Linked DNA regions of Dromaius novaehollandiae: region 1 is linked to region 2. A link is a contact called in public Hi-C data. All regions are on one chromosome and are shown on one strand. The core of a region is the stretch at or near the end of the contact, and the rest is flanking DNA. Distances in the headings are between cores, read along the strand shown. Region 1 holds the start of MARCKS (myristoylated alanine rich protein kinase C substrate). Region 2 overlaps LOC135328018 (a long non-coding RNA gene).

The links. Hi-C and Micro-C count contacts between places; a contact is called where the count stands out from the background.
Region 1: a contact with region 2 is called in a Hi-C map of liver, with 5 times the contacts expected there. The contact joins the promoter of MARCKS here to the enhancer-like site in region 2. A contact is called at or near these places in 2 of 4 Hi-C or Micro-C datasets (brain and liver).

The regions. Positions count from the first base shown.
Region 1 is chr3:53,475,473-53,480,074 of bDroNov1.hap1, reverse strand. MARCKS (myristoylated alanine rich protein kinase C substrate) reads right to left here and starts at 1,783. Exons shown (of 3, transcript XM_064508895.1): 1 at 1,622-1,783; 2 at 1,214-1,334; 3 at 1-138. The coding sequence starts at 1,312.
Region 2 is chr3:52,656,260-52,661,282 of bDroNov1.hap1, reverse strand. The region is part of intron 1 of LOC135328018 (a long non-coding RNA gene); the gene reads right to left. Among named protein-coding and RNA genes, the nearest start is that of LAMA4, 50 kb to the right of the region's middle. Within about 2 kb of position 2,097, at least 1 of the 2 cell types and tissues checked has open chromatin away from gene starts, as enhancers often do.

The DNA of each region.
Region 1 (4,602 bases), core at 534-3,033, 820 kb before region 2:
GGAGGCGGGCTCCGACGAGGCCGCTTCCTCCTTGCCCGTCTCCTCGGCGGGGGCGCTGCCGTTGGCCTGCACCTCCTCCTTGCCCGCCTCCGCCGCGGCGGGGGAGGCGTCGCCGTTCACCTTCACGTGGCCGTTCTCCTGCAAGACACCCACGCCGGTTACCGGGGCAAGCGGCCGCCTCGGGGGGGCGGGAGGGCCCCGCGGGACCCGACCCGACGGGTCGGGCCCGGCCCCCCGCCTCGGATCACCACGCCCGATGCGCGGCCGCCGCCCTCCTCCTCCTCCTCCAAATTTCCCTTGCAATATTTTAATTGATACATTTAGGTATTCTCAGGGCTCCCCCCCGCCCGGCGGCGCGGCCCGGCCGGGGGGCCGAGGCCCCCTCCCGCGGCGGGGCCGGGCGCCGGCAGAGGGCGCTGCCTGCTGCAGGCGTGGCGGCGGCCGCAGCCCCGGCGCGCCCCGTCCAGCCCCGCCGCGGCGGGAGGAGGGGAACAAAGCCCGCGGCGCCCGCACCCGCGACCCCCGCCCCGCCGCACGGGGTGGGGGGGGATAGTGCCCCTCGTCCCCCCCTCCTCCGCGGTTTGGTCGAAGGGGCCCCCGCTGCAACTCCAACGAGCCCAGGGGTCGCGGGGCGCGGCTGGCCGCCCCGCGCAGCAGTGCGCGGCAGCGGGGGGTGCCGCATCGCACAGGGGTGACACAAAGCTTCCCCCACCCCCGCGCCCTGCCGCGGCCCCCCGGCGAGGACGGGGCGCTCGCAGCCGCGCGCAGCGGCGCAGCCCGCCCCGGCGCAGCCCGCTGCTCCGCGGCCACCCCGCCCGCGAGGGGCGAGCGGGGCCGGTCAGCGGTCGTCTTCGGGAGCGGGAGGGAGAGAGGGCAGCAAAGCCGAGCTGCATGAGATCCTTCCGTTCATGAGCCACGGGGACCCTTCGAGATAATACACGAGGGATTTGGGATTTTTTTTTTTGAACGATGTCCCCCCCCCCCCCCCCGCAGGAAAGATAAAGAAATAAAGCACTCAAAGCCAAGCCCGTTCTAAAACGTAAAGAAATTATTCCTTTGCCTTGAGTTGCAAAGATAAAAAGGGTTGACCGTATTCTCCATTGAATGTGCCACCGGGGCTTCAAAAGAAGAAGAATTAAGCAGGATGCAAAAGAGAGTCCGTCGAAGTTGGCTTAAAAAAATAAGTAGGTTTAATTTTTTTTTTTTTTTTTACCTGTCCATTCGCCTTGGATGGAGATGCAGCCACTGCTTCTCCAGGTTTCTCAGCGGAGGCTTCGCCCTTTGCAGCGGTCTTGGAGAACTGGGCACCCATGCTGTCTTATTCAACAAAGAAACTCAACAGATCCAAAAAGAGGGGAAACAAAGAGCGTTGGGTTGGTATAAATACTGGGCGACCAGCAGCAGCAGCAACACACACACACACCAGAGGGGAAAAAAAAAGAGAAGAGAGAACAGAACCGATTATAATGCACTCCTTTTAAAAAATGTAAAGTTGAAGAGATCAAAAAGCAGCAGCACAGGAGGGAGGGGAAAAAAGGGAGGAAAAAGTCGAGCAAAAAAAAAAAAGGAGCCCAAGTTTAGTAAAAAGAGTTAATAAAAAATCCCAGATTTGTAGCCGTACTGTAGACAAGGAGAAAATGGAGAAATCTCCCTGGTTGCTAATAAGATGCGGAGTCCAACGCCCAAGTGCACAGATGAATGGGCTTCCCGAGCGGTGACGGCAGCCCTCCGCCCGGCGCCGGCCAATCGCCGCCGCGCCACACAAAGGGGGGCGGGGCCTGCGCGCCCGGCGAACAATGGAGCCGCGATGGCAGCGGTTTGAAATCAGCCCCCGGCCGACAATGAACGCCGCGCGCGGGCGCGCGCCGGGCTGCGCGGGCGCGCGCTGCTCCGCGCCGGCGGGCGCCGCGCGGCGCGCAGACAGAGCGGGGCGGGCGGGGCAGGTACGGTGGTGCGAGGGGTGTGCGAGCGCGAGCCCGTGCCGCCGCCCCCACCCTCTGCCGCGAGAGAGCAACAGATAGTGTGCGAGGCTGGGTGGGGGGGGAGGAGAGGGGAGACAGAGGAGGGGATTTGCTGCTTTTTTTCTTTCTTTCTTTTTTTTTGTCCCTGGGTTTAATTGGTCGCGATTGTTAAATCGCCCCCAATTTGGAAGGTATTTGAACCACGTAGATCGAGTTTCGCCAAACGAGATCACGAGTCGAAATTAGTAGGTCTGTAGGCCAGATGTTGCAAACGCTGAACGCAGCAGCGGCAGGAGACGCTGCCGAAGCAGAAACGGCCCCCCTCCCCCACAGCGATATTGGCTAGAAATAAAATATTTTGCGATTACCCTACGGCTCTAATTAAATTCTGCTGTCTGATTGTTCCTGATTTGTGTTTTTAAAGTATTTTCTGAGCCGGTGACCCATTTGAAGATTGCATTTTCGTTCACCAAAGTAGTGGGCGAAGCGACGTACCGGAGGAACATTGGCGCTTTCTCGACTCTGAGCCCTAAGTGGGTATTTACGTTGAATTTAAACCCCCGAATAAGATGTAACTCGAAACTAATGCATTCGAATTAACGGTCATCTCGAGCGTTTAGCAGCGCTAGTTTGTGCGAAATACCGCGGATCTGATTGATTTCCTTTCTCCGGGGGGAGGGGAGACCCGTATGCGGGCAGCGCAGGGAGCCGCTCGGCTTTCTCCGGTGTAAAAGGCGAAAAGGCTGGTTCAGACTACCCCCACCCCCTTTCGGGGAGCAGAAATGAACGTCAGAACACTCATTTCCAAAACTCGGGTGATCTCCAAACGCCTGGCTGTTTATAAACAAGGATGGTAAAATTATTAAAATAATGAAGGGCTCGGGAATGTACGACACCCGGCCAACCGCCCACCTTTCTCTCCCCAAGGATTACACGGGGCTGGCGAATCCGACGCGCTTTGTGTGTCCGCTGCATTTCAATAACCCTAACGAGAGCGAGCTTTATTTTTAGCAACAGGAGAATCAGTCAAGGGAATATTTCGCTTCTTGTGGGCAACATGCACGAAGGGAAATTTGTTTTTTAGATCAAGCGCTCTCTCTCCCCCCCTTCACCCCCCCTCCTCCTCCTCCCGCTGCATTTCGCATATACCCCCTCCGCGCGTACTACGCAGGGAGAAGGCTCGCACCGTGGAGAAAACACACGCGTGCCAGCCCCGCCGCCGAGCTGCCGTCTCCCCCCGCGCAAACCCCGCCGAGCACCGCGCTCCCGACGCGCCCCTGCGGGCGGCGCGGCCCCGCGCGCGGCTTGCGCGGCCGCCGCCCTGCCCACGCGGCGGGGGCGCGAGGGGCGCTGGCGGGCAGGGGGCCGCGCCGGGCCCGGGGGCTTCCGCGGCCCTTTGTCCGCCCGCCCCGGTCGCCGTGGCGACGGCGGGGCCGGTGCCCGGGGAGGCGGGGCCGGGGGCTCCGCGGGCGCTCGGCGGCAGCGGCTGCTGGGAGCCCGCCCGCCGCCGCGGCTGGGGCCGGGGGCGGCTGCCGGGAGCCTCCGCATCCCCGCGCCGAGGCGTGGGTGTGCGCGGGGCCGCGGCACCTGAGGCAGCGGAGATGGGAGGGCGGGAGGCGGAGCCTCGCCTCGCCTCCTGGCAGCACCTCGGCCGCGAGGCGAGGACGGCCTTCCGCGAAGCTGGCGGCTTCGCGGTCCTCGCCCGCTTCCCAAGGAGACTCCCAGCGTCGTGTTTGCTCTCTTCCCTTGGACGTTAAACAGGTCGTGTTTTACTGTTGGATGGCTTGATGCAACACAGCCCCTGAGAAGACCTGCTTGAAGACCATGGCAGGACCACGCGCTCGCTAGCAAAACTCATCCGTCCACCTGCATGGGCATAGGCAATTTCACTTTCAAACGTGGCTGCATGGGCATAGGCAATTTCACTTTCAAACGTGGCTGCGTCTGAATTTCAGAGTAGTGTCGCTGGAAAATTTCACAGAATGGCTGTGGGAGTTTTGATGGTGTGTGCTTTACCAACTCAATGTGTTTTTCAGCTGTTTCAATGTTTTATAACTCCAAAAGAAAACAAAAATGCCTTTTTTTCATGTTATTCTATATGCTCAGTTCCACAAGCTCTTCTGCAGAGTTATTGGACAAGCAAATAATCTGGAAAATATATGCACTCCCTGTGTCAGTCTCAGATGCATTACAGCCAGGACATCTATCTGTGCCTTCTATCCCAAACCCTCTAATGTGGGGTGGAAATACAAGATTAAACCCCTTGACCAAACTACTGCCTACCAGTTACCAGGCTGCTCATTGTCACTCCACACCTTTAAGTGCTCAGCAAACAGACACACTGTAGGGGACATGCTTCATTCTTAATGCTGCGCTTTACTCAAGTTCTTGGGCTTTATATCTGCTTCCAAGGGAAGGGGAACTCAAAAAAAAAAAAAAGAGAGAGAGAGAGAGAGGGAGCCCCGACTGGTGTATCCAGCAAGACTAATCAGAAATGAATGTGAAAATGTGAAAAATTCTTCCACATGAAAAGATCTCGCAGTGTTTCTTTGGTGGGAACAAAGATGTACCAGTTCCAAGGTGCTCATGTATAGGCTGATGCTTTTTTGTTAAAACTTCTACCACAATAGCTGTGTCAGCA
Region 2 (5,023 bases), core at 848-3,347:
GCAGTGTTCATTAACCATGAGCACGTCCCACCATCTCAGAACACCTGGTCTAGGAGATCCAAGTATTAGGAGATAACTCTACCTTTCCATTAGCCTGCTCTTGGGTCATGCTAGTACTCGCACCACCAGCCACCAGAGGAATCTCTGCAGAACTGCAGAAAATGCAGGGAAGGTCAGAAAGTGAGAAGCATTTATTCAGATACACAGTTCTCAGCAGTGGAAGAGACTGCATTCAGTTTGTGTCTGCCCAGGAAGAACTGCTTGTTCTGGTATAGCACCAAACATCTACAGGAATCTCCCAAGGGAGATAAGCTCTCAGAGAAACACCCTCCCAGAGGAGCACAGGGTGAGCTTTCCCTGCAAACACCACTGCACACAGGGATTCCCGACCTACTTCCCAATCAGCACTCCCTGCAAAGACCTCTGTTTTGAAAACAGGCCTCTCCTCCTATTTAGTCATTCTGAATGAGATCATACACTTTAAGAAGCCGATCCTAAATGAACAGCTCTGATCTCCTTGTCTTTTAGGACAGAGATAGAGTAAGCCATTTTCCCACATCTTCTGATTCAAAATGATACATGCTGGAGGCTAAAGAGTTCATGCTGAGTGGGTCACTTGAGAAAAATAATTACTTTTACTACTTGGTTCCATATACTAATTCCTACAGGTGGATCATGTGTTTGCTTAAAAAATAATCCTCCTTCCAGAGGATCAACTGGACACTTGTGGTTTTATTTCATTTTCACTGAAAGATGCTGTCTGCATCTCAGTCTATCAAAAACAATTGCCATTTTCCCTTGTTTGTCATTTTAAGTAGCACTTTTGGTAATTAGATTATTCTCCATGTGACGAGATGCGTCTTTATACTCCTTACAATCCCATGGCAGAGAAAATAAGAAAACCTTCTGTCTCTCTTCTCAGCTGAAGAGAGGAGGAATCTCTAATCAAAACAAAGAGGACAAGATCTCTCTTTCCTATGAATTCCAGGTGATGCAAGTTATGTCATTACCTGACCGCTGCTTTTGCAGGTGGAGAATTGGCATTAAACAGAAGAGACAACCTAATGGACTATTCTGGTGCTTCTGTCATAATTCTAAAAAAATTGACATTCAAGCTATTCAGAGAGCTCTTTTAGAAAGTAGTACTATCCCAGTTACTGAGGGAGCTCAGGCAAATCCTTAGAATTTGAATACTGAGACCATGTTGGGCATTGGCTACCAATAAATTTCCAAGTGTAACATCAGATGTTGGTTTTATCTAATAATGCTCCAGACAGTTTTCAAACCAGAAACTGCCTTGACATGAGCAATCTGACTCTGGAAAGCACCATAACATATCTGTACAGCTACCAACTCTGGATCCAGGAGCTGGAATCTACTTGGATTAGTTCAGTGCTGCAAGCAATGGGTTTTCTACACAAAACTAATTTAGGGGCTTTCTTCCTTGTTTTGCCAGTTCCTGGTATCACAGTAGTCCTGTATTAGTTTTCTAGGCATTCGTGGAAGTCATGTTTCCTCCTTCTCCCCTCCATCCTCCCTTTTTTCCCTACTTCAAATTATCCCTGCACACCAGATCAGATTGATGAAGCCCACATCAGAATTTGGGAAGAGAAGTTTCATACAAAAATTTTGGCAAATTAGTTCAATGTCACAAAGTACCAAGAATGAGTGTTCTAACATTTACATAAATACAGAGCTATGAGGACAAATGGGGAAAAATGAGTTTGACTGGCAAATTGCCTAGATTTCAAAGCATCAAAGATATTAAGAACATGAATCAAGAGGATTATTTGAATTCATTAATGATCTTTTAAGTGGAAGACAAAAACATGGGTGAAAACAAAAATAGCCGGGGACTGGCATCCACTGAAAACCACACTCTGTCAGGAGGTAGGAGGCATTCAGAGCCTCCCTACTCTGCTCTACCAGTGATTAAGCCTGGCTAAATCGGCAATAATTTCCTTTGCTGATTCAGCACTCCTGATCTACTAAACAAAAGCAATGCTTCAGCATGTGCTGCTTTGCAGAAACCTCCTTCTTTTCTCTGCAGGGAGCAGAAGGATCGGGGGTGCCCTCCCATGTAATCTCACTGGCTCCCGACAGCTACCGCTGGGAATAGAAGTATGCAGTAAAGGGGTAATTTATGTTATGCACTGCCATCTACTGTGTCTCTAAGTAAACTACGACATGAAACTCAAGCCTACAAAATACAGAACTTGAAATAAAATTATCACAGCATGTCACTCTCCTTGTGCTTCAAGAGGGGACTGTACGAGGGCATGCAAAATAGATCCACGTGATGACACAAATAAATACAAATGACATATATACACCATTAAAGCTCCTGAGTTTTGTACAGTGAAGGAGATTGCCCATACTCTTTCTATAGAGATGTAATTTTGAAAAGAAGGATTTGACACGCACTGTAATATTAATGAGTGATAGATAAATACATAAGCTAGAATGAACTACATCATTAGATGCTAATAAGACAGTATATGGATTTCTTGAAGACTTTTATCCTATGTGGAAATTTATGCTAACTCTCCAAAAGTGAGCCTCAGAAAAACCTGTCAAACAAAACAAAAATACTTATATTCCATCCTAGAATCTCCCCAGGGCAATAACCATAGCCTATTTAGAAATAACCAGTTAACTGATAATCTGAGGGAACAGCTGGCCTTTTGAAGTGCTAATGGCAGACCACAAAGTGTTACATGGTAATCATCTAGAGAGAAAAAGCATAGTAAACTCAGCGCAGTGTGGGATTTTGTGAAGGAGGCATGAGATCGTCCCAGGGGAAACCCCAAGATATTTGCAGCCCTGCCACACTCCTGCCAGCTACAATAGGACAAGTCACAGTTAATACCACATTCTTCTTTCTGAAAAATTGGTATAATCTGGTAGTATTTTGCATTACATTGTAGACCTCCTTTGGTAAAACCTGTAAGATCTGTGGATGGGAAGTACAACATCCAGCTTGGTAATTTTGTTCATTTAGATGGGTCTGTTTTCCATCCAAGTGCTGTATCCTCTCCCTGCACACCAAAATGAATCTATTCCATGGTTTGGTTTGTAGCTCCATCTGTTTTTCTTTTTCATGATTTTTTTTGTACCTGAACTTTTTAACAATACACAAAGAGGAAGAATTGCTCCTTGAAAAGCAAAATTTCCTTATCCACAATATCCTCCTCCCTACCTGATTCTACCAGTCCCCAAGCTTTCTTTTGTTTCAAGGCAGAAAAGTGATGCAAGTTGTTTCATCAGCATGATGAAACAAGCTAGAGATGAATATCCACACGTTCAGCAACATATGAATTCAGGATGCATTGATAGTCTTAAGGGTATTTTAATTCCATACTTCCTTCTAATACTTATTGTGTCCTGGTACTTCACTTCCTAAAGTCTTGTAGAGTTTTGAATTATTTGCCATTATTGCCACTGGTAACTTAGTAGAGGGGCTTGTCCTCCTTCAGTGCAACTCCTATAATCATGCGTAGGAGATAAAAGCTCCCATGACACTAGTACCTTTTCTCACATTATGGCACATGGCATTTGCATAAATAAACTAGAGAAACACAGCTACATGAAACTACTATCAAAGTGTGTAAAATGGGCTGGCAAACCATAGTAGAAGAGTTAGATATGATCCACTATCAGTGCAGAGTTACATATCACATAGGGCCCCACAAGGTATGCCCAGGGTCCAGTGCAGCACAGTATTTTCATGATTGATTTGGGTAATGGAACACATTGTGCTTATCATATTTGCAGATCTGGGAGTATACTGAAAGAGAGGTACAGAATTCAAAAAGATCATAGCAAATCAGAGGTACAGACCAAGAGAAATGTAATGTTATTCAAAAGGGATGTGCACAATTTACTGTAGTTACATAGTGACAGTCAACTGAACAGGCACTGGAAGACAGAGATTAAGCAGCAACTCTGAAAAAACACGGACATTACTATGGATCACAAGCTGAAAATGAGTCAACAACATCATGCTACTTCCAAAAAAAAAAGAAACATCACACTGAGGTGTATAAATAGAAGTGTAGCCTGCAAGACTGGAAGAGTCATCTGTCCATCCTACACAGCACCAGTTAAACTTCAGCTGGAGTACTGCACTGGGGGCTGCTCTTAAAGAAAATAAGAACTTGTTGGAGATAGTCCAGAGGAGATTGATGGGAATGATCGAGGTCTAGAAAACATAACCTGGGAGGAAGGACTGAGTGTATTTGACCTGTTTAGCGTGCAGGAGAACAGGCTGAGGAGGAACATAAGAACTATCTCTAAGTACATAAAACACCGTCATAAAGAAGGGAAGCAATTTATTCCTTGTATCCATGATGGAGGAAAGGGGAGATAGCAGGACAGAATTTCAACAAGAAAAAAAAACATTTTACCCACTAGAAAATTCTTCCTGACAGTTAAAGAAAGGAAGAAAGGAAGAAAGAAAGAAAGAAAGAAAGAAAAAATCCTTTCCCATATTATGGGGGAGCAAACTACAGATCTCAGAAAAGTTTGCATTAAAGAAGCAAACAGCAAAATAGGGCCCTTTTTTATTCAGCAAGTGGCATGTTATCACTCAGATGGTTAGAGGGCTCCAGTACAAAATCTACAAGGATAGGCTGAGGGAACTGCATTTGCTTAAGCCTGAGAGAAAGTGGCTGATGGGTGACCTAATTGCAGCCTTTCTACTGCTTAAAGCGGTGTTAGACAGAAAAATGGAGCCAGACATCTCAGAATTGTACAGCAAAAGAACAAGAGAAAATGGACAAGGGCTGCAAAGGAATTTCCAAGAAGAGAGATATAGGAGGAAAAAAAAATGTTTCACAGTGATAGTAGTTAAGCACTGGGACAGGTGCTCAGGAAGGCTGCGAAATATTTGTCTTTGGAGACTTTCAAAACCAGACTGCACAAGGCCACAAGTCAACAGTCAGCCCAAGCAACTTTAAAATCCTGCAGGATGCTGGGAGTATGGGATGGGGGGGAAAAGGGGTGGGGGGAAGGAAGGGATTGT